Regions from separate parts of the Mus musculus genome. Here regions 2, 3, 4, 5, 6 and 7 are each linked to region 1. A link is a contact called in public HiCAR-type, HiChIP or PLAC-seq, Micro-C and promoter capture Hi-C data. All regions are on one chromosome and are shown on one strand. Each heading gives the region's core, a stretch centred on a gene start, on an enhancer-like site or on the middle of the called end of the contact. The rest is flanking DNA. Distances are from core to core; before and after follow the strand shown.

Evidence for each region. Promoter capture Hi-C pulls out the DNA fragments that hold promoters and counts their contacts. A called contact is a pair of places that touch in the nucleus more often than the background predicts. HiCAR-type assays count read pairs that join an accessible place to other places. HiChIP or PLAC-seq counts read pairs in DNA pulled down with a chosen protein or histone mark.
Region 2: an HNF4G HiChIP or PLAC-seq map of pancreatic cancer cells shows a contact between it and region 1. The contact joins the enhancer-like site here to the promoter of Prkar1a in region 1. A contact is called at or near these places in 4 of 39 promoter capture datasets (embryonic stem cells, hippocampal neurons, liver and 1 more), 9 of 115 datasets of contacts at active chromatin or transcription factors (the NIH/3T3 cell line, astrocytes, embryonic forebrain and 6 more) and 1 of 9 other capture datasets (macrophages).
Region 3: a HiCAR-type map of astrocytes shows a contact between it and region 1, with 4 times the contacts expected there. The contact joins the promoter of Map2k6 here to the promoter of Prkar1a in region 1. A contact is called at or near these places in 2 of 39 promoter capture datasets (liver and pre-B cells), 1 of 484 Hi-C or Micro-C datasets (CD4 T cells), 4 of 115 datasets of contacts at active chromatin or transcription factors (astrocytes, bone marrow-derived macrophages, embryonic stem cells and 1 more) and 1 of 9 other capture datasets (macrophages).
Region 4: a contact with region 1 is called in a promoter capture Hi-C map of liver, with 2.7 times the contacts expected there. The contact joins the enhancer-like site here to the promoter of Prkar1a in region 1. A contact is called at or near these places in 3 of 39 promoter capture datasets (hippocampal neurons, liver and stem cell-derived epiblast-like cells), 4 of 115 datasets of contacts at active chromatin or transcription factors (astrocytes, bone marrow-derived macrophages, large pre-B cells and 1 more) and 1 of 9 other capture datasets (macrophages).
Region 5: an HNF4G HiChIP or PLAC-seq map of pancreatic cancer cells shows a contact between it and region 1. The contact joins the enhancer-like site here to the promoter of Prkar1a in region 1. A contact is called at or near these places in 1 of 39 promoter capture datasets (liver), 1 of 484 Hi-C or Micro-C datasets (CD4 T cells), 6 of 115 datasets of contacts at active chromatin or transcription factors (astrocytes, differentiating embryonic stem cells, embryonic forebrain and 3 more) and 1 of 9 other capture datasets (macrophages).
Region 6: a contact with region 1 is called in a Micro-C map of embryonic stem cells, with 3 times the contacts expected there. The contact joins the promoter of Axin2 here to the promoter of Prkar1a in region 1. A contact is called at or near these places in 2 of 39 promoter capture datasets (embryonic stem cells and pre-B cells), 8 of 484 Hi-C or Micro-C datasets (CD4 T cells, CD8 T cells, embryonic stem cells and 2 more), 13 of 115 datasets of contacts at active chromatin or transcription factors (DN3 thymocytes, the SCID.adh cell line, astrocytes and 8 more) and 1 of 9 other capture datasets (liver).
Region 7: a contact with region 1 is called in an H3K4me3 HiChIP or PLAC-seq map of bone marrow-derived macrophages, with 3 times the contacts expected there. The contact joins the enhancer-like site here to the promoter of Prkar1a in region 1. A contact is called at or near these places in 2 of 39 promoter capture datasets (liver and stem cell-derived epiblast-like cells) and 4 of 115 datasets of contacts at active chromatin or transcription factors (astrocytes, bone marrow-derived macrophages, embryonic forebrain and 1 more).

Annotation. Positions count from the first base shown.
Region 1 is chr11:109,649,682-109,652,381 of GRCm38.p6, forward strand. Prkar1a (protein kinase, cAMP dependent regulatory, type I, alpha) reads left to right here and starts at 1,268. Exons shown (of 11, transcript NM_001373913.1): 1 at 1,268-1,392.
Region 2 is chr11:110,357,113-110,359,812 of GRCm38.p6, forward strand. No RefSeq gene overlaps it. Among named protein-coding and RNA genes, the nearest start is that of Gm39445, 21 kb to the left of the region's middle. Within about 2 kb of position 1,314, at least 52 of the 459 cell types and tissues checked have an H3K27ac peak or open chromatin away from gene starts, as enhancers often do. A contact at or near this core is called in extraembryonic endoderm stem cells, hippocampal neurons and pancreatic cancer cells, where this site is marked.
Region 3 is chr11:110,397,844-110,400,543 of GRCm38.p6, forward strand. It overlaps Map2k6 (mitogen-activated protein kinase kinase 6), which reads left to right and starts at 1,259. Exons shown (of 12, transcript NM_011943.3): 1 at 1,259-1,582. The coding sequence starts at 1,567.
Region 4 is chr11:110,483,804-110,486,503 of GRCm38.p6, forward strand. The region is part of intron 2 of Map2k6 (mitogen-activated protein kinase kinase 6); the gene reads left to right. Among named protein-coding and RNA genes, the nearest start is that of Gm39446, 8.4 kb to the left of the region's middle. Within about 2 kb of position 1,403, at least 7 of the 459 cell types and tissues checked have an H3K27ac peak or open chromatin away from gene starts, as enhancers often do. A contact at or near this core is called in liver and pancreatic cancer cells, where this site is marked.
Region 5 is chr11:110,378,855-110,381,554 of GRCm38.p6, forward strand. No RefSeq gene overlaps it. Among named protein-coding and RNA genes, the nearest start is that of Map2k6, 19 kb to the right of the region's middle. Within about 2 kb of position 1,262, at least 179 of the 459 cell types and tissues checked have an H3K27ac peak or open chromatin away from gene starts, as enhancers often do. A contact at or near this core is called in differentiating embryonic stem cells, embryonic limb bud, liver and 1 more, where this site is marked.
Region 6 is chr11:108,918,971-108,921,820 of GRCm38.p6, forward strand. It overlaps Axin2 (axin 2), which reads left to right and starts at 1,379. Exons shown (of 11, transcript NM_015732.4): 1 at 1,379-1,591.
Region 7 is chr11:110,426,080-110,428,779 of GRCm38.p6, forward strand. All of the region lies in intron 1 of Map2k6 (mitogen-activated protein kinase kinase 6), which reads left to right. Among named protein-coding and RNA genes, the nearest start is that of Map2k6, 28 kb to the left of the region's middle. Within about 2 kb of position 1,317, at least 115 of the 459 cell types and tissues checked have an H3K27ac peak or open chromatin away from gene starts, as enhancers often do. A contact at or near this core is called in bone marrow-derived macrophages and liver, where this site is marked.

The sequences.
Region 1 (2,700 bases), core at 18-2,517:
CTTAACCCAAATATCTTAACTGGGGATCACTGTGAAAATTATGCAGGAGATATTGTAACCTTTTTTGGTACTAAGTGTTAAATCCGTGATATTTTCTACGCACATTGCCCTAGCACATACACGATGAGGCTGTCAACACCTTGCAGCTACTCAGAACCACACACTGCAGGGGCCTATTTTATTTATGTATTTATTTAGGCCCACTTTATTTATTTAATTCATATGCCTAAAATTGTGTCCCTTGCTTTCATTTTCACATACTTAAGGGGAAAGTTGACTGAAGGAATAATGAAGTCGCCTTTTCTCTTGTTTTCTCATGCAGCTCAGATTTCTTGCTTGGTCAATGATTTGATCTGCCCATCTGTCTGTACTGCCCATGACGCAGTCTGGCATAATAGGAGGCTAGGGCATTATCAGGACTCCGGGCTCCTCTTGGAAGTCTCCCTACATCTGGTGCTTCTGTAGGCACGGTAGGGCCTCCATTGATGACAGCTCACTTGTGGAGACAGTAGTCAGATTAGCCAAGCAGAGGCTTGATAGGGGCTCAGATTTCCTGGACCGGATGACAGGCCCGAGTCCGGAACCCCGGGTATTGCGGGGGTCTACACAGGATGCGCGCTCTGTCCATCAGGAGCATCTCAGCATCCGCTTGCGCTCAGCTGTGGTAGATCCGCTAGGGCCTCCTCCTCTTCCAACAGCAGGGATCTCCTTGTCCGCCCAGCGTCCTGTAACCCCATCCCCCTCCCTGCCGTCCCATAGCACCCAGGGCGGAGTCGCCCACCTGTCACCGAATCGTCCCACGTGGGTCTGCGGTAGGAGGGTCGAAGGGAGGGAGAAAAGACAGAGGCGTGGAGGGAGGCAGACGCAAGAGCCACCGAGGAACCGAGGAGAGGCTGAGATCTCCGAACAGCTAAACAATCTAGAGGACCCCCCACCACACCTGGTAAGGAAGGGACAATAAAGGAGACAGAAACGGGTTAGCAGAAAGAGAAGGAAAAAGATGAGAGCGATGAAGGGGCTACGTATACGCGACAAGATAAAGATGGAGAGGTGCCCTGCAAGAGAACGGTTCTAGCTAGATGACGACGGGCTAAGGGTAGGGGGTGGGAGTAGCCGGTGGTGGGCTTGAGGGGGGTGGGGATGGGGTTGGAGGAGGATCCTAGGCGTCTGCGCCTTTAAGGTTGCCAAGGCAACCGCCCTGGCCAGAGCGAGGCGCATTGACGTCAGCAGCCGAACGCTGATTGGCCGCGGTCGGCTGGTTTCCGGTGGAGCCGTCGCCGAGCCGCTATCGCAGAGTGGTAGTGAGGCTGCGAGCTGAGCCCGCTGGACGCTCGGTCACCCCGGCCGCCTCGCCCTGCGTTAGCCCCTGCTCGTGCCGCCGCCCGCCCTCAGGTGAGTGCGGGCCCGAGGCCTGACCGGGGAGTCGCCGGCCGCGGCGCTCCGCTGCGCGTCCCTGAAGGCGCGGGAGCGAGCCAAGATGGCGCCCCGGGGAGCGCGCTGCGGGGGGACGGCCGCACCCCCTGCGCCTCCGAGGCGGCCTCGGGGCCTGTCGCAGGCCTCGCACTGTCCCCCGGGGTCCGCCCTTGCACCGTTCCCCGCGGGGCCGTAGGCCGCCCCTGCCCCCCGCCGTTCCGCCCCCGTCCTGAGTGTCTCCGGGTCCCCGGTCCTGCGCTGCCCTCGGCTCCCCGGCCGCCTCCGCCCCCGCGCGCCGCGGCCTCGGCGCCCGTCCTCCCTCCCCCACTTCCTGAAGGACAAGAGCTCGGTATTTTTTTTTTTTTTTTAAACCGGAATCCGCCATGGCTTTTCGGTCTTAGCCTCGCCACTCGGCTGTAGTCTTCATCTCTGCCCAGTCGTTTCTTCTGCCCTGGCTTCCCCCCTCCTCTTCGCGGGCTCGTCTCCCTCCACCCCTCCGCTCGGTGATTTCAGCCTAGCTCCATTTCCCTTTGTCCCCCTAACACTTCTCGTCCTTTCCAGCCCCCACCACCGCCCACCCCAGCCTCCCCAGGCCTCCCGCTCCGCTCCACTCCACGTCTGCGGCCTCCTGCCTGGTGGGGGATGAGGGGCCGTCTTGCTGCTCTCAGTGATCATGACCGTGGCCTAAGTGAAGTGAAGGGCACTTTCCTGCCCTCCCTCGTGAAAATACGCGGCGCCCGTTAACCCTTAACTCCAGCCCAGAGCGGGTGTGGGGACAGCCGATGACTTGAGGGAGCCAGGATAGATAGGTTTCTTGAGCAGAGAAATGAAGGCTCGCATTTAGATGATGACCCCCACCCCACCCCCCAGGCTGTGTTAGTGTTACTTGGCATCCTTTAGATGTGGGCCCTGTCAGCAACAGGCTCCCAAAGGCGGTTTAAATATGTCCTCCAGTATAGTCCTTCTGAAAGCAAGAGTGTCATCAGAACCGAATTTCCTCAAGAATCCCCCTTCTTACGAATACTCGATGCAGTGATGATGGTTTTAGTGTTTGTTTTGGAGAGAAGCTAAGTTGTGGGGTTTTTAAAAAGTAAATACAAACGTGGAACCAAGACATACCCGATTAAAAATCCTAAGGCCATAAAATTAGATTATTTGGCGTTTCACATGATGACTGGTGTTTGTATTTTCTTTACCAGTGCCTGCCTTTTGGTCTTTGTAATGCATACACCATTTTTCACTTATCAGCCCTAGTTGCGCCATCCTTCCCAGCCAGAGACAGGATCT
Region 2 (2,700 bases), core at 64-2,563, 710 kb after region 1:
ACCATCGCATGGTCCCTGTTCTGTCTAAAGCACATTAAGCACTGAGTAAATTAGGATTTGCATATCTGTAGTTCTAAATTGAACAAACAGAAGAAGCCATGTTGCTTCTCTCTGCCTCTCTGTTTCTGTCTCTGTCTCTGTCTCCCTCTCTCCCCCTCTCCCCCCTCCCTCTCTCCCCTTCTCTCCCCCTCTCCCCCTCCCTCTCTCCCCCTCTCTCCTCCTCTCCCTCTCTCCCTCTCTCCTCCTCTCCCCCTCTTCCCCCTCTCTCCTCCTCTCCCTCGCTCCCTCTCTCTTTCTCTCTGTCGTCAAAGTTTCTCTGTGTAGCCATAGCTGTCTTGGAACTCACTCTGTAAGCAAGGCTGGCCTAGAACTCAGAAATCCTTCTGTTTCTGCCCCCTAAGTTTTGGGATGAAAAGCATGCACCCCCACACCCAGCTATGACTGCCATCTTAACTATCCAAGGGAAACAGTTTTGTTTTGTTTTGTTTTGTTTTGTTTTGCATTCTCTTCAGTTCTCACTGGCCAAATTTCTATTTCAATTCCTCAACTCTTAGTTTCTAGTTGATTTTGATTTTTTTTTCTATTTATGTAATAGACAAAAATCAGCATAAGGGTATAAAAATAACATTAAGATGCAAATTCAGAGTCCATAGGAAAAGAGTTTCTGGGCTGAGAACATTCCTGCTTGAGTTTTCCATGAGAAAAGAACACCGTTAAGATTGAGTTTTGAGGGATTAGAGAAATGGTTCAGCAGCTAAGAGCACTGGCTGCTCTTGTAAAGATCTTCCTTCCACTCAAAACCTACATAACTGCTCTGCAATTCCAGTTCCAGAGGAATCTAATGCCCTCTTCTGGGCCCAGAGAGCACTGCACAGGGATAATGCACAGATACAGGAAGGCGAAGCACTAACGCACATAATATAAAAGGAAGTACATCTTTCTTTTTTAATTGGTGTTTGAAATACCCTTTGGTTGATACTGATGCACCGTTTGCCTGAGTTGGCCAGTACAGGTGGATCTAATTTTCTTTGTTCAATTATCAACTCGGTAGGCATCGCTTTCCCAGAAACCCAGGCAGCTTTCAGAGGCTGCGGTGGGAAAGCATGGCCCTCGAAATGCTAAAATGGGGAAAACAGCTTGAGAATGTTATGAGGCAGGAGGACTGACGTGAGAGATATTTTCATCTCGGGAGACTTGGTGCCAACTCAGGGCAAAGTTAGGAAAACAAAGCACGGTTCGCAGGAAAGTAACACTGCATGGAGAAGGTGAGACGGGAACAGAGTCAGAATGGAAAAATGACTCACGCACTGACTCACGCCATTGTCATCTGTCCTCGTGATGACTGTCAACAGACATGGTTCTATTGACACACTCTGTCACTGTTCAATCACAAAGAGTCTATGCTATGAATGGTCACCTTTTTTTTTTTTTTGAGAGCCCAGTACAATGTTAGTAAAGACCTATGTGGGATAGTGCAAAGAAAGAATTTAATAATTTATATCCTTTATCCTATGAATGTTGGGTTGAAGGTGTAAGGGGATGTGTGTTGATAGAATGATGTTTGTTTATTTTAAAGATAGACTTTGTTTTTATTTATTTGTGTGTGTGTGTGTGTGTGTGCATACATTTGTGTTAGTGTGTGTGGGGTGTCTGAGGAGGTCTGAAAGGACATTGGATCCCTTTCAGCTAGAATTAGAGGCAACTGTGAGCCTCACTAACATGGGTCTTAAGGAAAAGCAAAACAAAACTCATGTTTTCCGAGAGATCTGTATGCACTCTTAACTGCCGAGCCATCTCTCCAGCCCCTAGACTAGTTTATACTGCTAATAACTTCCTAAAACTGACTTATTGATCTAGGTCACACGTAGTGTTTAAAATGTGTGTATTAGTCTGTTGCTATTGCTACTATAACAAAATAGTATAGATTAAGTGCCTTTGAAGTCCAAGATCAACCTCCTGGGTGATTTGATATTTTGTGAGGACTCTTTCTTCTTGTAGGTTGCTGCATGGGTGGAAATGAGATGGAGAACAAGAAATATATTCAGTTTCTAATAAAAACAAAGTCCTCTTTAGTTAGGAACCATTATCTCTCAGTAACTCTATTAGCAGATTTGATCATATTTGGGCTTCGGTCTCCAGTATATGGATTTAAAGGCAGCAGAGTTCACAGCACAGCAATGGCCATAGAGCAATGTCCATACACTCTGACCTCAGGATTTCACTTCTACCACTTTTCCCCTTGTATGTGGAACAGGCTATGATGGAGACTAAAGGAAGCTACTGGATTGAAGCCCTAAATGGAAGCGTAGATGTATTCGCCTTAGTCCTTATTGATGGCTTTGTCTAAGGTAGAGTCTAGCTGCAAGAAGTAGGTCATGAGAGTTGGGTTTGCAAGACTCCGTCTTATCCCGGTCCTTTCTCTCCTATCTAGTTCTGCTCCCCAGACACCGTGAGATCAGCAGATCAGCTCCACTGTGCCCTCTCTCGCCATGGATCTCAGTCTTACCAGTCCCAAGACAACCATGCACTTCTGAGATCACACGCTGAAGGAAATCTTCCTTTGAAAGGTTTCAGGTATTTGTCACAGTCACCAAAGGGGAATGGGATAGGGTGGGGGGTGCTCACAGAATTGTTGTTAGGAAGATCCCAGACCTGTTTTAATCCTATGCTTTCCAATAACATCTGTTGAGAGATTTGTCA
Region 3 (2,700 bases), core at 9-2,508, 750 kb after region 1:
CGAGCTTCTGAGTTAAGGCCAAGCTGTTAAAGCCCTGTAATAATCCCGCACACCCAGTATATTCTGACCACCACCACGCTTGTATACAAGGCAACCTGGTACTCTCAGTGTCCCAGGAATGGACAGGTGGCCCTTACTCCCCCACTGATTTGCCTATAGATCAGATGCCTGAAACCACCGTTCCCTCCCTATTCGCTCTGAAAGAACATTCCTGAAGGTGTTCTACTAGGCGCAATGGAAGCCAAGCCCGAGCTCTCTGCCTCGAAATGAAGTGGGTGGGAAAGGGGTGGAGGTGAGGGTGGGGGTGTTGCGATTTGTACCCCTTTCAGGGAAGGTTTGCATCTCCAACTGCCCAGTGAAGCGGGAGGCTTTCCCCCACCAAGACACAGTCCAGCTCTAGGCTCAAGCACTGCAGGAAAAAGGAAAAATCCAAAGCCTGGGAAGATGCCTAGCAAACTCTGGACTTCCAACAAACATCTCTTGATGGTATTGAAAAACATTCAAGATAGTAGACTTTATTCACGTAAGGTTACTGTTCTCCACCAGCCGCCCTTTCTTCTCAAGGCCAGGGACTTTTTCCTTCATCCCCGCCTGCCTCAGGCAAGAAAAAAAAAAAATCAAATACCTTAATTTTGATTAAAATTGGCCTTTGATATATATGAAACAAATTTTCCTGTCTAACTGTGTAAGAAATGAGAAACTTCGTAAATCTCTCTTCCTTAATCCCTATCCAGCATTGAAATTCTGCTTTCTTGAAAAGAACTGACCTGGATCGCTTCTTATTAAAAAAAAAAAAAAAAAAAAAAAAACTTTGTATCTTGTCTGAAGAGTCAAATCACCCCAAAAATCTCCATTCAAGAAAAATGTTTGTTGTGAAATGAGATGTCAGGGTGAACGGTCTACAGACAGAGCAGTTCACAGATACTGAGCCGGTTTAAAAAAAAAAAAGCCACATTGAACCCCCAATTAGACCTTAGTCTAGGGGTGCCAAAAGCGTCTTCGCTACCCCTGTGCTCTCTAAGCTGTTGATTCAGGGGTTTTTCTAGAACAGAAAAAGCCTCCTATCATGGACCGCGCTGTTTGTCACCCTTCCCTTACTAAAGAGTGTACGTGCGATGTTTATCTGAGATCTCTGTCGCGCTTAGTCAGTCATCTAGCTCAGCCACCTACAGGAGCACGTTTCCTTAAATCAGAGACGCGTGGACTCTACAGGAGAACTACACTACCCAGCAGGCCTCGCGCCTTTCGCAGGAAGGACGTCTGCGCACTAAGATACTCAGTTCCAAGTTTGGAGCTTTTAGCTGCCAGCCCTGGCCCATCATGTAGCTGCAGCACAGCCTTCCCTAACGTTGCAACTGGGGGAAAAATCACTTTCTAGACTGTTTTGCAAGGTGTGCAATTCCACCTTGACTCCCTGAAAGTCCATCTGCTGCATCGGTCAAGAGAAACTCCACTTGCATGAAGATTGCACGCCTGCAGCTTGCATCTTTGTTGCAAAACTAGCTACAGAAGAGAAGCAAGGCAAAGTCTTTTGTGCTCCCCTCCCCCATCAAAGGAAAGGGGAAAATGTCTCAGTCGAAAGGTAAGAGACTGTTTGCATTAGTTGCAAAAAATGCAAAGGCTTATGCATGCATTCGTGAATGCATGGATGCAATTTTCGCCCGGCGATTGCATTTTTAAGTTTGAGGTTTGCCACAGCTCAGTTGCATTTCCTGTTTAGTGTGTGTCTTTTTCTTTCTTTCTTCCTTTCTTTTCCTTTTCTTTCCTTTTCTTTTCCTTTTCTTCTCCTTTTCTTTTCTTTCTTTTCTTTTCTTTTTTCTTTTTTTGCAGACACAGAGAGTTCCTGTAAGGCAGGGCTTGCAGTTGAGCTGTGCATTGACATTATTTGCATTCTTCTGCTAGGATTACCGAGCCTTTCTGCCTTTTGCACGGTCAGGAGAGATATAGCAGGTTGGTAGCGTCCAAATGTGCAATGCTTTATATAATAGTACATTTCTTTAGTATGCACGCATATTCACAGTAATTTTGTGTGCAACAGGAATCCAAACTTTCAAAAAGTCTCAGAGGTGAAGATGAAAGGCAAACCTCGCTTTAAACTAGCAGGAAATTTCTGTGATCTTCTATTCTTTGGGGGGAAGGAACCACTGCGGTGGCAGCATTCAGCTTACATTTTTATTGATTTCGCTGTGGACATTAGGCAACTTTTGATTTTTTAAGGGAAGTAAAGGTGAAGTCTGGAGAGCAGTGTATTATTATTATTATTTAAAAAAAAAAGTCTTGCTCTTCCGAGGTTTTATACTTTGTATCAGTTGCTTGCAGAGGGGAAGACCTCAATGTGTTGGCCATTTGGAAGATGCTTTTGTGTGTGGGGGAGGATTTCAGGGGGTGAGCGTGTTTGTGAGCATTAGAGCAAACCTGAGACTTTACTGTCTCATTGGCAACTACAGTGAAATCTTCTAAGTGTGTAACTGCATAGACTTGGTCAGAAGTTCAGGACTATGGTTGCCTTCTTTTTCTTTTTCAAATTTAATTAAAAAAATGTTTTGTAAGGTTGTATTTTGCAAACTTACTGATGTTCTGTAGAGGGAACTAAAAAAAAAAAAAAAAAAAAAAAAAAGTCCTGCATGGAGAAACTGCAGAGCTGCTTAGGTGCCTGCTGGAAGACCTTTAATGGCTTGTTTCGAGAGCAATCTTCCTTAA
Region 4 (2,700 bases), core at 153-2,652, 830 kb after region 1:
TGTACTCTTGGCTGAGTCTATAGACACCCGCCTGCCTGCTTGTTAACAACTTATACAACTCTACAGTGTTCTCATAACCAAGGAAGCCATGCTGGCGCACATGCGAGAACTTACTTGAGTTCACTAGCCATACAAGTGGTCGCGTGTGTGTGTGTGTGTGTGTGTGTGTGTGTGTGTGTACTTGCCTGTGGAGTTCAGAGGGAATCCATTTTCTCTTTCCACCAAGTGGCTCCCAGATACTGAGCTCAGGACCCCAGGTTTGGTAAAGCCGAGATTGTTCTCCACTGAGCTACCCTGCCTTCCTGTGACTGGCTGTTGAGTTATTTATGTATTCTACGCACAAGGACTTTCCCAGTTATCTCATTTGACACTACTTCTTTCAGCATGTAATTCATCTTTTTCATTCTTTCATTGGGCTTTTTTTTTTAAACAGGGCAGAAAAATTTGATTTGATGAAATATTATATATTTTTGATTATATATATATATATATATATATATATATATATATATATATATATATATACACACACTGTAGCTATCTTCAGACGCACCAAAAGAGGGCATCCGATTCCATTACAGATGGTCATGAGCCACCATGTGGTTGCTGGGAATTGAACTCAGGACTTCTGGAAAAGCAGTCAGTGCTCTTAACCGCTGAGCCATCTCTCCAGCCCTGGAATATTATTTATTAGTTGTTATTCTTCCTACAGATTATGCCTCTGATACATAAGAACTCTTGTTACCTCTGGCCCTGAGGATTCTCAGTGATCCTGCTTAGAAACTGTACCTTTACCTTGAAACCCAAGGTCCATTTGGAGCTCAGGTTTTGTACACTGTCTATTGCACTGAGGGTTTTGGGTTTGTTTTTGTTGACACATTTCCAGTTGATGTAGTTCAGATGGCTGTGAACTGTCCCTTCCCTGTTGAATTGCCATTTTCATTTGTCTGATAGTAATTGGGCTATTTCTGCATTTTTTTTTCTATTCTGTTCTCTTGACTTTTCTGCTCTTTCTCTGGGCTCACGATATCTTATTATGTCATAGGGAATGTGGTTTCTCCTATTTTGCTCTTTTGGAAAATTAATTTTTTTTTGTTTTCTTAGGTTTTTGTAATACACACACATATACACACATATGTCTACATATACACACATGTACATATACAAACATGTATTCCAAAGTTACATTGGCCCCTGAAAGAGTCTTTTCTTATTAGCTTTAGAACAACCTTGTCCTTGTTCACAGAGACACTGGCTGACGCAGAGCTTCTGGATTTTGTAATTTTCTAGTCAGATGTGTTGTCAGATAGAGACAAGTACCATTTTTACTTTTCCCCTTCCTGCCGTGCTGGGGTAGAGCAGAGAGCCTGGAGGCCGGTCCTTAGCTCACCCTGTGTGGATTTATGGCATGCTTGTTCTGAGTCACTGTCTTTGCCTCTGTTTTCTGAGTTGTCATCTCCCTTGACTGTTAGTAACTAGTTCAAATTCAATTCTAAGCTAATAATTAGCAGTTTGTTTAACCTTGACAAGTCACTTGGTATGTGTGTCAGGGAGTTTTTCTCATTCACTCGGGAAGTGAAACGGCAGACTATTCAAGGGTCGGGTGCTGTGTGCAGAGTCCTTCAGCTTAGTTTCATGTTTGGACTCTAAGCTTCTCCAGTTGCATACCTTCGTTTAGGCATGATTTCTTGTTGCAGCAAGCTTAAGTTCCTTCTTCAAGAGTGGGATCAAGTGAGAGGATCACTATTGAGATGAGAAACCCTCATCTGTGGCCCAGATCTTGGTCTATCATAATAGCTACCCAGTGAAAGGACGCTGCAAATTATTTAGTTCTATGGCATAGCTTTTATGCATGCAAGCTGGCATATAGAGCTAGGGATGCCAGAGGCTCAGTGGCCTTCTTAGCTATATGTGAGATCAGACCTAGTAGTTCTTGGTTAGTAAATGAGAGCCCTTGACCTCTGTAGTGAGAGTTCATCATGGTGGAGCTCCGGGTTCTCATGCTATTATCTTATTGAAGAATCTGAAAGCATTTTATGTCTTTTGATGTTAATTCTTCCCACTGAAGTGGAGACATAGCTCCTTGAGTATCACAGAAGGTCAAAAAGCTGTTTTATATACATGATCTACTCATGCTTCTGACCACGTAATAAAATAAACAAACAATGCATGTAATAGTAACCAGGGAGCTGTTTATCTGCATAGCAGGTGGGTCTTCAATCAAATAAATGAACAGTACATGTAACAGTGACCAACAAGCTGGTTCCTTGTATACAGTCGTAGATAAGTAAATAATTATCAAACTAGGCCATCACTGGTATTCACTGGTTGTCTTAGGCAACCTTTAGAATACATTTGGTCTTCCAGGGAAAGAATTTTCTACTAAGTTTGGTTCTTTCCCCAGAGGAATAAAATATTGAATAATTGACAAGAATATCCAGGTTTAAGCTTTGTGTGGCTAACGGTGACCACCTCAGGTAAACTAATATGTTCAACTCTGGATGTGAGGAGCCCAGTGTCTGGAAATCCAACCTGAGCTGTCAGGCTTGGCTCCATCCTTTGATACTTTTGGCAGAGCTGATGAACCCAGAGGCCCCAGGCTTGGGTGGATTAGTCATTTTCATTGGAAGCCTGAGTATTAGGAACCCATCCCTTGATTCCCTTGATTTACATGGGAATTGTGGAGTGGGTAAGGCACTT
Region 5 (2,700 bases), core at 12-2,511, 730 kb after region 1:
ATTTATTTATTATATGTAAGTACACTGTAGCTGTCTTCAGACACTCCAGGAGAGGGCGTCAGATCTTGTTACAGATGGTTGTGAGCCACCATGTGGTTGCTGGGATTTGAACTCTGGACCTTCAGAAGAGCAGTCGGGTGCTCTTACCCACTGAGCCATCTCACCAGCCCGGAAGGCCCACTTTCATCACTCACTATTCTGATCTTCCTTGCAAAACAGACCAAAGGGATGAATGTGTGAATGAATGAATGAATGAATGAGTGAGTGAATAGTGAATCAGTGAGTGAATGAGTGAATGAATCAGCGAGTGAGTGAATGAATGAATGAATGAATGAGTGAATGCATAGTGAATCAGTGAGCGAATGAGTGAGTGGATGAATGAGTGAGTAGTGAATCAGTGAATGAGTGAACAAATGACATCCTATGACTCCTGTGTCTGGATATACCTAAATGAACATGTTGGTCTCTCAGCAGCTAGAATCCAACTATCAGTTAATAAAGCAGATTATTGAAAACTTTAAACCAGCTGTAATTTTCTGCACTGAGGGCTAAAACAAGGCTTATGAACTCCTACCCTTTTTTTCCTGTTTCAGTCACCCTCTGTGATCTTCTAGTGCATTCACTACAACAGGGGAAGCTGCCTTTAGGCCACACTCTGAGAGAGTGCCCCAATGCTTTCTTTTGCATAGAAATGAAATCGAGGCTTAGTTTGATTTTTTTTTTTTTTTTTTTTTTTTGTAGCTGCTGCTAGTTTACTTGGAGACAAGAGTCTTTCTGTGTAGCCTAGGCTACCCTCAAACTCCTTCTGCCTCAGCCATCTGGCTCATGGCACTGCGGCTATGTGTCACCACACCTGGCTTCAAAACTGAGTTCTGCCTTCGCCTCTTCCTCCTAGCTTGTACACAGGCACACCAGAGCATTTATGGTTGTTACATAACAAGGTCCCGGGCAAGGGCATGGTGTTCCCACATGCAGAACTCTGCCCTGGGTGTGGAATGTGACAGAAGCAAGTTTAGGCAGGACTGTGCCCCCAACCGTGGAGGAACTTCAGGGGAAGTTTGGGCGGCAGACAAAGCCGGCAATCTCTGGGCTCACGAAAAGGAAGCAAGGCAGTGTGCAGGAGCTGCGCTTCTTGCGATACGTGGATTTGCAGTTATCCAGGCGCTTAGGAACGTTTTAAACATGAGCACTGCTCCTGCCTGTGTCAAGGGACTCAGATCTCCTGCAAGACACCATTGGTGCAATTAAAGCCGGCGTCAGTGTGTAAACATCCCCGGAGAAAGGCAGAGGGAGCCAAGGCTCAGGGTTACTCTGAACTTTGGAATCTCCTACATTACTACTGTGTGTTTGGACAGCACGCGGAGAGTCTGGGTGGAGTCACGTGACGGGTCCAACTGGGAGGCCGTTCTACTCAAAGCTCCAAGCATCTCTTCTAAGTAAAACAAAACAAGCAAATGGCTACGCGGTGCCAAAGGGATTAATGTATTGTCCTTAGGCGACCTTCTCACTTCCATTTGAAGAAAACAGGTGGTTGGTTGCAGTCGCACACAGATTCGTGCTCTGATCCCAAAACCTAGACTAAGGACGACAAACAGACCAATGGCACACTCGCTTTCAGAAGAAGAAGAAGAGGAACGCACGTTCTGGGCTAGGGCCCACATCCTCTCAGCCCTCCACGCTCTGCACCGCTCACTGTTATTTACTGATGTCGTGCTGCTTGGGAACTGTTTACAGCCAGTCTGTGAATCCCCAAATAAAATCAATACGCAGAGTGGGCTCGCTTCCTGAGGCTCATCGAGGGACTCTGTAAACCTGGCACATTTCGTTATCTAAATGTTACAACAACAGGGACACAGTTTTTTCCCCCCTCTGTATTTGTAAAACTCAGGAGTGCTCATAACCTTCACGGAAATTGGTCTTTGTTCTGGGAGTATTTCAAGTGCATCACCTAAATTGTCTATTCCAATGAATACAGAAATAGAACCCAGAGTGTGTGCACACAGCGACTAGAAAGATGATTTCATATAAGGTGTCATCCTGCATCCAAGGCAGTATGTAAAATGGATAGAAAAGGAGACTGGAATACCGCCCACCACTGAGGGGTCTGGCTCTCCAGGTCTTCATTTCCTCCTCTATGAATGATTATTTCTTTTGACTTTAACTTTATTTAAGTAGGTGTATGTGCAGGTACCTGTGGAAGTCAAAAGAAGGTGCCTGATACCCCGGAGCTGACATCACAGGCCAGGCCGTACTGAGGTCCCAGATATTGGATGTGGGAAACAAACTTAGGTTCTCAGCAAGAGCGGCTCTAACCATTGAACCATCTCACCAACACTCCTGTGTCTTTGTTTCTTTTAGGTACTGTTTTCCGGAGACAAGGCTCAGTTCACTTTTTAATGGGTTGTTGGTTGATGTTTAACCCTGCAGAAACTTTTGTCTTTGATGAAATTTCAGGCATCCTGAAAAATGGAAATCTTAATTTTTTTCACTCGTTATCTTTTCAAAACCATTAATTCCTAAAGTTAAGTTGATTGGAATAAATAAGTGGTTAAATATATGTATATTTCCCCCTGAGGTAGGAAACTTGGCTTTAGAAGTCATAGTAACCAAAGGAAATGGTAATGACATTTCAGGAAAAAAAAAAAGGTGGCAGCAAATATGTTCTACTTAGCACAGGTTAGACTTTTGAAGTTTTTTGTT
Region 6 (2,850 bases), core at 129-2,628, 730 kb before region 1:
TGGCCCTTTGCTGCAGCCCGGGTTCTTTCTCCAGTAGAACATGGGGGACACTTTTCCCTCTTTGGACAGCCATGTTTCTTACCTGTTTCAAAGTCTCCAAAGCGGAATGTTCGCCCTCCCTTCAGAAGGCCAGGCCCTTGCTTCTCTCGGCTTTCCTCTCTTTGGATTACTTTGCCCTGGGCTCCGCTGTTGATATTTTGTTGCTGCTGTTGTGTTACTGCTTTGTCTCTGAGAGATTGAGCCTTAGGTAGCCCAGGCTGGCTTCCATTTTACTAAGTTGGTCTTGGAATTCTCATTCTATTGATTGGCTCTACCTTGGGGTGGCAGCCATGTGTCACCAACTCTGGCTTATGTGGTGCAGGGGTTGGGGCGGAACTGAGCGTTTGTGAAGTAAGAACTCTATCAGGCTACCTACTCACTTCCATTCCCCCCCCCCCCCCCCCCCCGCAAGTTTATCAGCTCATCCACGGGGAAATGCTCTACAACAACAGATGAATGAATAAGTGTTCTGAACTTATGGCATATTTTTTTAAGGCCCGTGCCTTATAAATATTTTGGGGAGAATGTGGAAAGGAATTCGAAGGTGACAGTGGGGTGAATTTTTAATACTTTAACACCGCGTATGTGTGGGAGGCATTCCACGGCTGTTTAATAAGTAACATATGGGATGGTGGCAGCCCTTTGGGAGAGTGTGGTGGGCACGGATTTGTTGGGGAAAGAGGTCCATGAGTGTGCAAGGAAGGTGCTGACTGATGTGTAAGGTTGCAATATTGGGGAACTGAGGTGCGCACCTTGATTCCACTGTGGAGACAAATTCACAACCGCCCATCTTCATCCAAACACAACTGTCCACAAACTATTTCTATATTAGTGCAAATAGATACTGGAGCACAAGTGCACACACACACACACACACACACACACACACACACACACACATACACACACATCATGCCTTCTGAGTCAGAGTACGCCCTAAGAATTGGCCAGCGGATCTAGCTCCTACCAGAAGGCTCTCCAAATTCCCAGGGAAATTTGAAAAAAGGTAGGAACGTGTTTGATTTGATGGAGGGGGGCGGGGGGGGGGCGGGTGCTTTATTGCAGTTCTTGCAATGGCCAGAGAGAAACTGGCATTCTAGAGCTGGAGAGCGCTAGGTAGGCAGGGGGAGGAGACATGAGCAGAGGCTGGAGAACTTGAAACATGAAATCAATCAGAACTCCGGCCGAGAACACCCCGGGGCCGCCAGCAGCCGGCGGGGGGCAGACGAGGGCCAAGGAAGGGTTAACGCGGGAGCTGAGTGTGCCACGGGGGCCGGGCCGGGGCGGGGCAGAGCGGGCGCGCGCTGTCCCTTTAAGGCGGGCGGCGCGCGGGCCGGCCGAGCGCCTCTGTGATTGGCGCGGCGGGATCACTGGCTCCCCGAGCCCGGCCCGGGGGAGTCGGCTGGAGCCGGCTGCGCTTTGATAAGGTCCTGGCAACTCAGTAACAGCCCAAGAACCGGGAAATAAAAATAAGCAGCCGTTCGCGATGGATTTCGGGGCCACCCGGAGGCCGAGGCGTCCGCCTCCCCAAAGGAGAGCTTTGCTGTAAAAGGTGGGGTCGGAGGCTCGGTCCCGTCGCAGCCGTTTCTAAGAAAGCTCCGTGCGGCCGGGGGCGGTTGGCAGCGGGGCGCGGGGCCGCGGGAGGGGGCGACCGGGAGCAGGCCGGGGTAGTAGAGGGGTGCGGATTGCACGGCCCCCCAAAAGGGGCGCTGGAGCGCGCTGGGCTGGCCCGGGTGCGGCTCGCATACCTCCCTTCCAGGACCGTGCGCTCGGCTCGCGCCTTTGAAGTGCACAGTTAAATCCACAGCGCAGTTTTTGTTGGAAGCGCCCGGAGGACATTTGGTGCGCCTAGTGACTGCTGGAAACAGGACCTGGGTTGAAAGCCGGCCGGGCGGGGGCCGGGGGCGGCCGCGGTGGGGGCGGAGGCCCACTCGGATCTTTTGCATAAAAGGGGCAGCGGGGCGCACGATCCCCCCCCCCAAAAAAAACCCGGCGCAGACCTCGGGATCGTTGTTTTCCGTGCACCCCCTCCTCCGCCTCCGCGAGACTCCTCATGTTCCCCACGCCCGGGCGGGCCCGGGGGGGCCCCGGGGCAGCCTCTGCGAGTCCAGCGGGGGACCCGGGCAGGGGCTCTGCCCGCGGCGCCTGCGAGGTCTCCGCAAGGAGTGCGCCAGCGGATCAATGGTGAGTGCCGAGGCCGCGGCGGTCCGGCGGCCGGCGCGCTTTGATGTGCGGGGCGGCGCTTTGAAGTTGGCAGGCCGGCTATTTCGGGGCGCGCTCCGGGCCCGCGCGGAGGGGAAGCGGCGGGCTCGGCGCCCAGCGCTCCGGGGGGTTTGGCCGGGCGGCCCTGCGCGCGGTGAGCTGGAGTCCCCTCCCCTGCGCGGGGTCCGGGGTGGCGGGGGGCCGGTCAGGGAGACTTCTCCAAGTGGCGTTGGGGACGGAGGCGGAGACGGGCAGCTCGCCCTCGGGGGTCGAGTCGCCGTGGGTGTGGATGAGTTGGGGTGTGCGTGTTCATGCGAGTGCTTTTGGAAGGTGGGATGAAAGGGTGGCGGCGCCCCCCGCTTGCCCTCCCCGCCCTTCCACCGCCCCCTCCCACTTCTTTCCCCACTAGTCTCCCCCTCCCATCCGCGGGTCCGCGCTTAGGTGCCGGGAGCGCTGGTGAAGGCTCAGTCTGAGGGTAGAACCGGCCAGAGCCCAGGGCGCTCCCGTCCCCCCGTTCCTCCTTGCCGCCCCTTTTGCGGAGAGGCCGAGACTCCGCGCGTCGCCATTTCTGGACTAGGCGGTTGCTTTCCGTGCCTTTTTCTGCGGGAA
Region 7 (2,700 bases), core at 67-2,566, 780 kb after region 1:
CAGATCCTCTAGAGTAGGAGTTGTGGGAGTTTGTAAGCCATTCTACATGGGTGCTTGGAACCGAACTCAAGTCTTCTGGGGGCTGGGGGGGGGGAGAGCAATTATTATTAACCACTGAGCCATCTCCCCAGCTCCAAGAGTGGTGTGTCTTTGAATGTTGTATTATTTTTGACGACCTCTGCTATCTCTGTTGTGTGTGCGCACGCCCGTGCTTTTTCTCAGCTTGACACAAACTAAAATCAACTGGGCAGAGGCAACCTCATCCGAGGAATTGTCTCTTTCAGATTAGCCTGTGGGTCTGCCTATGGGGGCATTTTCTTGAGGAGTGATTGATGAGGAGGGTCCAGCTCACTGTGAGTGGTGCCATCCCTGGGCAGGCGGCTCTGGGTTGCATAAGAAAGCAAGCTGAGCAAGCCATGAAGAATGAGCCAGCAAGCAGCATTCTTCTAATAGTCTCCGTTTCAGTTTCTGCCTCTAGGGTCCTGCCTAAATCCCTGCGTTGATTTCCCTTGGTGATGGAGTGCTACCTGGAAGTATAGTATGAAGTAAACGCTTTCCTTTCATAAGTTGCTTTTGGTTAATGTTTTATCACAAGAAAAGACAAACAAATATGGTAGGTAGGCAGGAGTATCTCCTTGCTACTCCCAGGTGGGGGTCAAAGTACAGATTTCTCCTTGGCTTTACTGATGCCTGGAGTGATGGGTGTCTGTTACTGCTGGGTGACATTTGTCCAGACTCCCTAATAGCTTTTACCTTACATCTCCGTGGTTTAGAGGGGCACCCAGTTGCTACGTCCAACGTAGTCTTTATGGGGCTATTGAGGAAATGGCCCTGCTGCCACTTCCTATATAAAGAAACCTGGCTTTATATGACCTTGTCTAACACAATCGTTAGTGGAAGAGGAAGTGACCCTTTTAAAAAAAATGTAATAACTTCTTTGGATTGTGCTGACTACCTTAACTTACTGGAAATCCACTTAGCTATTTTGTTGATAGATCACTCTTATTTTTCTATCTATTTGATTGCTTCCTCATGGCTTCCCCATCTACTTCCCATATGTGGACTTTTTTTCCAGAAAGGGCTTTCCCCTGAGGCAGGACTTTGTCCAGGGACACTGCACTGAATCCGGTCCTCTGAGCACTGTCTCACATCATGTGACTGCTCGAGCTGTCCCCTGAAATCCTCCCACTCCTTGAAACTCTAGGCCCACAGTCTTACTCCCTGAGTAACATTTGTGCCTCTACGTCTGCCACCACTCTTCACTGCTCCAGCACACAACGTGTGTTTCCTCTTGCCTTCTGGTCTCTTCCGGTTCTGCTTCGTCATCTGTTTCTTAACCTCTCTCCATAATGATGTCATCCTTCTAAGCCTGTGCACATTAAACCATCCGGTGCCTTACTCGGCCTCATTCATCTTTCCCTACCCGGGATTGTATTGAGGACAAAAAAAAAAAAAAAAATCACACATTAACTACGCTTCCGCGACTTGTACAAGCCGTGCAACCTTGAAAGCTTTATTAAATTCAGCTTCCGTTTCTGTGAATTGGCAATGAAGATAATAGCAACTACAGAGCCTCGATTCAAGGATAGGATGAGTTCTCTGGGTGCACCATCCACACGTCCTTGAGACCTCAACCATGGCAGCTCTGGGGGGTTGGGGGCTGTGTCTACTAATGTGCAACACTTTTCCTGTCCTATTGCTTGATCGCAACCTTGGTGTTTCCCTGATTGGCTTGCTGAGGTTCCCCCTTGTCTTCGCCTTTCTAAAGCATCCAGTTTATATGCAGCTCACTTGCTGCTCTCTAACTTGCACTGTTGATGTGTTTTGTGCCTTTCTTTGAAAAGGTTTACTTTTATTTTATGTGCGTAACTGATTACCGGCTCGAGTGCATGCTCACCACAAACATGCAGGGCAGTGAGTGCCCTTGGAGGCCAGAAGACGACATTGGATTCCCTGGGATTGGGGTTAACAACTGTTGTAAGCAGCGTGATGTGGGTGCTGGGAGCTGAACCCCCATCCTCTGCCATAGCATCTAGTGTTCTTAATGGCTGAGCCATCTCTGCAGACCTCTTCTTTAAAAATAACTACTCATTTTACTTCACTTAAATGTATTATCTATCTATCTATCTATCTATCTATCTATCTATCTATCTATCTATCTAATCATCCTCCTTATACGTTTGCTTGTTCCTTTGAATGATAGTTCTCTTTTTCCTTCAGATTTTGTACATCTATCTGGTTGTAGCTTAAGTGCCAGAGTGTTCTGTAGTGTCTCCCTCCCATCCCACTCTTTCCATTTTTGCATTTGGTTAGAGCTGGATTCACTGAGCCATAGACTGAGGCAACATAAGGTACCATGTCCTTCTCCCCTCCTGGCCCGCTTAAGGGGGTTCTGTATGCTTACCCAGCTCCCTGTGTCAGTATCAGACCCTGCCTGCTCTATAGCAATCGATCACTGAAATTTGTAGACTCTGCATTCTTCACCTCTCAATTGACCCAAGTCTGAGTGCTGAACCCCGGGAGGCTCTGAGATAATAATGGAAGGACCGGACTGTGTCTGTGAACTTGCTCTTGGGACCAGACTGATGGTCCCCCCCCAGCCCCTCACTTGGCTTACCTTAATTTGGAGTAAGACTTCAGTTGTTCCCGAAGATCACAAACTATTGTGAATGGGTGGGGGAGGGGGCAGAGAGTACAGAG